2 separate regions of the Triticum aestivum genome follow, and region 2 is linked to region 1. Evidence: chromatin contacts called from public Hi-C data. All regions are on one chromosome and are shown on one strand. Each heading gives the region's core, a stretch centred on a gene start, on an enhancer-like site or on the middle of the called end of the contact. The rest is flanking DNA. Distances are from core to core; before and after follow the strand shown.

Region 1 (3,352 bases), core at 280-2,779:
TAAGTAAATTTTGTTCAAGGTGTGGAGCGGAAGAAGATGAAAAGCACATTCTTTTTCTTTGCCCTTTTGCTAAGGCTGCCTGGTTTGTCCATCCCTGGTACATTAGAATAGAAGATTTCCTACGGGATAGCAATTCCATGACAAGTATGATTTTAGACATTCTTAACTCAAATCATCCACATGCCACTTTGAGCAACATATTTACCTTCATGTGGTGTATGTGGAAATCAAGGAACGACAAATTGTTTCAAAAAAAAGAAAGCTCTCTTCTACAAATTTTTTATGCAGCTCAGGCCATAGCGAATTGCATGTTACAGGAAGTGGAAATACAGGAACAATCACATAAGAAGGAGGAGAATCAAGGATTGCAAATAACAGGTACATATACACAAGGGACAACAGTAGATTTATTAAAGATAACAACAACAAATAGGATTTTCACAGATGCGGAATGGAAGAATCAGGTTCAACATGCCAGCAACACAAGAACTGGACTGGGAGTTTATATGCACATAAATCAAGGAAGCAGAAAACTGAAGGTCCAAATATATGCTACAGGCAATCATGCAGAATCAGCCATACAAGCGGAAGCACAAGCTTTAGTACTTGCAGCCAACATACTTGTCAGGTTGCAAATAAAAGATGCGACCTTCCTCACAGATAATTTATCGCTAGCGAAAGCAGCTGCTGCAAGATCGACGAGAACAGATCCAGGACATTGGGAGGCTAGAGGATTACTTGCAGAATTTTGTGCAGCAACAAATGCATCTTCAGTTCAGGTTTTTCACATCTCAAGATTCAATAACATAGAGGCACATGATTTAGCTCAGATAGCACTCACCCACATAACAGATCAGCAAGTTAATTTCTCTTGTAATAATACAGATCATCTTCAGGACAGTTGCCCTTTAAAATTATTGTGTTTAGACATGCAATTACAAGGAATTGTAATTCTCAATGTAAACTGTTTGCAGTATGAATGAATTAATGAATTGGCGCCATAGGCGCCTTTGCATGTTCAAAAAAAAAAGCATGGTCAGTTGCAGTCACCGGGAGCTCTCTATTCACACACCACAAACGAGCAGGGGTAGACGACACAGCCGCATGCAGGTCCATACGGGGGACCCGACGAGGCGAGGCGCCGAATATGCCGCACAGGATCGTGACCGCCGGGGTTGGAGTGTGGCCAGCACGTCGACACGCTCGGCCATCACCCCGCAGGTGCGGGCTTGAGGCGGCCATGCGAACCCGTGTGTGTGCCCACCACGACCACCACCCCGCCAGGAATCCGCCGTGTCCCCACTGACGAGAGAGCGGAGCCCTCCATCTCCATCGCCAGCAATCCGCCGCGGCGTCAAAGGATGCGGCAGCGATAAGGGGAGCGGATAGTGCCGCAGCCAATCAGCAGGCGGAGGCCAGCACACGCCCCTCATCCCCTCCCGGATTCTCTTCCACGACGCATGTGGCTTACGAACCCAACCCAACCCGCACCCACACCGAACCCAACACGCGCGCGCATTAGAAAATTCGTCCCGACCCCGAGGCCTCGCCCGGCCCGCTCCCACTGCCCGCGGGCCCCGCACGCCACCTCCCCCCTTAACCTCCGGTGCGCAGCTGCCAGACTCCCTCCTCTCCTTCTCCCTCGCAGACGCGGTGGCTCATCCTCCCTCGGAGAAGGCGCGCACCGGCCGGTGGTGGAGAGAGGGGGAGGGTGGGAGAAGCGGCCGTATAAGGATCTCTCCGCGCTCTCTCGTCTCTCTCCGGTTTTGTATCTATCTTCTATCTACCTACGTACGGTTCGTGGGCCGGGCTGAGGAGGGGGAAAGGCCGCTGCTGCTCTTGTTGTTGTTGGGTCTGCTCGATGATGGCGGGAGCGACGTCAGCCACGGCCGCCGCGGGCGCATTCGCTGCCGGCGCCAAGGCCCGGGGGTCCTCCGCCGCGTGCCCCTGGGTCGTCGCCGCCGGCGGCCGGAGGCGGTCCGGGGTCGTGCGCTGCGACGCCGGTGGGGATGCCCAGGCGGCGTCCAAGTTGGCCAGCATCACCGCGCTCGAGCAGTTCAAGATCTCCGCCGACCGTGAGTCCCTTCCTCCTCCTCGAATTTGCCGCCCTTGGTTCGCTTCCTCTAGCCCTGCGATGTAAAAGGTTGTGCAGGTTTGGTTTGGTGGTGCGCGAATTAGGGGATCTCTGTGTGCTTGCAACCGAAGCTGGCTCAAGTTTTGGTGCAGTATGTGCCAATTCGTGGGTAGTCCTTGGAGAGTTAGAAAAGAGAACTGCATTGTTCTCCCCCAGTTTTGCTTTGATTGGTGTGCGCACATGTAGGATTTTTGCAGATTATTGATCTGTCGTTACTAATTAGTTGTGTTCACACCTCATTACGGAATAAGAGACAATTGTACTAGGAGGACGATACAACAACAACAACAAATCCTTTAGTCCCAAACAAGTTGGGGTAGGCTAGAGGCGAAACCCATAAGATCTCGCGACCAACTCATTGCTCTGGCACATGGATAGCAAGCTTCCACGCACCCCTGTCCATAACTAGTTTTTTGGTGATACTCCAATCCTTCAGGTCTCTCTTAACGGACTCCTCCCATGTTAAATTCGATCTACCCCAACCTCTCTTGCCATTCTCCGCACGCCTTAGCTGTCTGCTATGCACTGGAGCTTCTGGAGGCCTGCGCTGAATATGCCCAAACCATCTCAGACAATGTTGGACAAGATTCTCTCAAAATTGGTGCTACCCCAATTCTTATCTCGTATATTGTCATTCCGGACTCGATCCTTCCTCATGTGGCCACACATCCATCTCAACTTACGCATCTCCGCCACACCTAACTGTTGAACATGTCGCCTTTTAGTCGGCCAACACTCAGCACCATAGAACATTGCGGGTCGAACCGCCGTCTTGTAGAACTTACCTTTTAGCTTTTGTGGCACTCTCTTGTCACAGAGAATGCCAGAAGCTTGGCGCCACTTCATCCATACGACTTTGATTTGATGGTTCACATCTTCATCAATACCCATCCTGCTGCAACATTGACCCCAAATATCGAAAGGTGTCCTTCTGAGGCACCACCTGCCCATCAAGGCTAACCTCCTCCTCCTCACACCTCGTAGCACTGAAACCGCACATCATGTACTCGGTTTTAGTTCTACTAAGCCTAAACCCTTTCGATTCCAAGGTTTGTCTCCATAACTCTAACTTCCTATTTACCTCCGTCCGACTATCGTCAACTAGCACCACATCATCTGCAAAGAGCATACACCATGGGATATCTCCCATGGGATATCTCCTTCTATATCCCTTGTACTTGGAGGACGATATCTTGATGAAAACCTTGATTAGTTTTT
Region 2 (3,352 bases), core at 374-2,873, 350 kb after region 1:
GCCAGGAGCGTGGCTGTGTCCCGCCAGTGCGACGCCTTCGAGCTTGGGTGGAGGGAGATAGGGTTTCCCTTCCCGGTGGCAGCAACGTGGCTGGCGCTGTGGATGCCTGAGCTTTGTTCTGCGGTCTGTGCGTCTGTGCCTCAATACTCAGATATTCCTAGCTGCGCCTATGTGATTCTGCAGCTTCATTCTTTGACGATTCTTCCCAGTGGCTTTCCCTATGTTTTCGGTCGACCAGGGGCGGCGGCGATGCGGCTGGTGTGTGTATCTGTGTGCGCACGCGTGCATGCGCTTCCCACGGAAGATGGCTGTGCACAATGGCTGCTCTAGATTCAAGGCCAGCATCTGTTCTAGCTCTTGGTTGAGCGCCTCTACGGTCCGACAGTGCGGCGCCTTCGATCCTAGGCGAGGGGATGGGGTTCCTCTTCGGCGATAGAGAAGGCAGTTGTTGGATTGGGTGTTTTCAGTCCCATGAATCTGGCTTGTAGACAATTCTTTCAGACTGCAAGCTGATCCTTGAAGCTTCTTCTGCTTTTATCTGTTCTTTGGTGCCAAAGTGCAGCGGGCTTTGACATTACTCGCAGTGCTCTCTCTGTTTTTTCTTCGTTTGTTTGTAGTGTGTGTTGTGCTCTAAGCTGATCAGTCAGCTCCCTTGTACTCCCTCCGTCCGGAAATACTTTTCGTAGAAATGGGTAAAAATGGATGTATTTAGAACTAAAATGCGTCTAGATACATTCATTTCTCCGACAAGTATTTCCAGACGTAGGGAGTATCTTTCAGCCGATGTTGCTTGGTGCTGTGTAATCCCTGGCTGGTTGATGGCTTCGTTAATCAAAAGTCGGGATCGTCTTAAGCCTCCCTTCTAAAAAGTACTCAAAATTATTTAAGCCTTCACCTTCAGGTTAATTAAACCACTATTATTTTCTCCAAAACCAATACCATTTTCTCTTCAGACTATCACTATTCTTTCGCTAACCTCCAACAGTTGTTCAAGAGTACCATTTGTATGGATAATTAAACCCAGTATTTAGAAAGCAATTGTCCTAATAAAAGTGAAACCTAATAAATTTCCCACTATGGAATTTGAGCATAAGCCAAGGTGGTATCATTTTAGAGAGATCAAAATTCCATCTGAAATGGCGACTTCCCCTAATCTGCCACCAAATCCTAGGAAAACGCGACGCGAGTCTATTTGCGCCAGCGACTAGCGGTCGTCGGGTTCTACAAATTTCCTCTCAATAAATAAGGAGATGATTCGAATCGCACAATGCCCGTGGTGGAGACGGAGGAAACCACCAACCTGGCCGGCGGCGATGACCGGGCTGGGGGCTGACGCGACGGCCCAGGCTGCGAGCAAGCCGCACGCGAACCCTCCCACGGCCTTGGCGCGGCCGCCGCTCCCGGCTCCCCCCGCGTCGGCCAAGCACGTCACGCGGCACCCCCTCGGCTGAAGCTGCAGACGTGGAGCAGACCCGCCGCGCGCGGTGGCCGGCGAGGCGAGGCAAGACGAGACCATGTCAATGCAATGCGGGGAGAGCGGGTGCGTGGCTGAGAGGAGAAGAGAGAGGGGGTGGTGGGTCTGTACGTACGTGTGCGGCGCGCGCGGCGTGGTGACGGGGAAGGGGGGAGATAGAAGGGATCATAGACTTTCTTATCCTCCCAAGGCTTATCCCGGTTTCGTCTCTCGTCCGCTTGACGACCACGGGCCCACGTGACCGGCGAGACTGGTAAAAATGGCCAACAGTAGTTTAAGAAACTGATCGAACAGGCGGCTGCCACAAATCTACCGACTGATTTCGGTCGTCACCCGTCCGATTCGTTCTTCCAACGGCCGTCCCAAACGGACGCGTTTGGGTCGGCCGCCTGCCCGGTGTTAGTTCCCTTTTAGATTTAGACCGGCAGTGCGCCCAATTCGTCGATCCATTTCATGACCGCGCGCATATAGATCATGCCAGCGGCCATATCGTCGCCCTGGTTTTAGCGCTCCAGCGCGTGGGGGGAAATCGGCGCGTTGGTTTTAGCGCTCCAGCGCGCTGGTTTTGGCGCGCCGTGGCCGGCGCTCGTTATTAAGAAGGCGCTACCTTCATACTCTGTCCGCCGCCCACTCGTCTCGCCCCCTCTCACTAGCCTCGCCGCCTCTGCGTCACCATGTCGATGCGCTGCCTGGGCGCTTCGGACTACGTGGAGTCCGCGAGCGCCGCTCCGGCGCCTTCTCCTCCGAGATCTGGTTTGGCGAGAAACGCCTCATTCTCGGCACCTTCGACACCGCTGAGGAGGCGGCCCGCACGTACGACGCGGCGGCGTGGCGCCTCCTGCAGCCTCGTCGGGAGATGAATTTTCCCGACGTGTCGACGAGCCAGCGGGCGCATGATCTCACGCCTCTCCCACGGCTTTTCACCAACGAGGATCGTCGTGACCACCGGAGGCGGCAGCGTCGCCTCGCCATTGACGAGATGGACGTGGAAGCCATGGCGGTGTGGTGTGAACGTCCCGCAGGACATCGTCGGCGAGCGCCAATTCTACAAGCAAAGGAGGACGGAGAGGGAGGAGAGAAGGACGGAGCGAGCCGCCTATGGGAGGACAAGCGTGCGCGGAAGCAGGCCGCTCAATTGAACATGAAGCTAGGAGAAGCGTCGTCCTGGGACTCCGAGGACGAGCGGTATGCTGACGCCTACATTCAGACATCGAAGGAGGACATTCCCGAGTCGGAGTCGGAAAACGACGAGTAGTTGATCTTTTCTTTGATCTGTCTATGCTAAAACTATCTATGTATCCTTTTTCTATCCGAAAAAATGGCCGGCGGCGTCGGCAACGAAGCAGGCGGGCGAGGGTGTGCCACCGACCAGCGGTCCCGGGGAGGAGAGAGGGCGAGCGCGCTCGCGTCCGTCTTGTGTCCGCGGCGACGCAGATCCGGCTCAAAAATGGCTCGGGAATGGGTCGGCAGGCGAACGAAAGCGGACGCGCGTCCGTTTGGGTCGGCGCGTTGGGCCGACTTTTCTGTCTGCGCCGACCCAAACGGACGGCGGCGGACGAAATGGGCGAAGAAAATATGCCCTAGAGGCAATAATAAAGTTGTTATTTATATTTCCTTATATCATGATAAATGTTTATTATTCATGCTAGAATTGTATTAACCGGAAACTTAGTACATGTGTGAATACATAGACAAAACAGAGTGTTCCTAGTATGCCTCTACTTGACTAGCTCGTTAATGAAAGATGGTTATGTTTACTGACCATAGACATGTGTTGTCATTTAATGAACGGGATCGCATTATTAGAGAATGATGTGATGGACAAGACCCATCAGTTAGCTTAGCATAATGATCGTTTAGTTTTACTGCTATTGCTTT

Evidence for each region. A called contact is a pair of places that touch in the nucleus more often than the background predicts.
Region 2: a Hi-C map of leaf shows a contact between it and region 1, with 4 times the contacts expected there. The contact joins the promoter of LOC123181212 here to the promoter of LOC123181209 in region 1. A contact is called at or near these places in 2 of 5 Hi-C or Micro-C datasets (both in leaf).

The regions. Positions count from the first base shown.
Region 1 is chr1D:239,420,064-239,423,415 of IWGSC CS RefSeq v2.1, forward strand. It overlaps LOC123181209 (glutamyl-tRNA reductase 1, chloroplastic), which reads left to right and starts at 1,530. Exons shown (of 3, transcript XM_044593468.1): 1 at 1,530-2,075. The coding sequence starts at 1,862.
Region 2 is chr1D:239,765,318-239,768,669 of IWGSC CS RefSeq v2.1, forward strand. LOC123181212 (thylakoid lumenal 17.4 kDa protein, chloroplastic) reads right to left here and starts at 1,624. Exons shown (of 3, transcript XM_044593470.1): 1 at 1,301-1,624. The coding sequence starts at 1,516.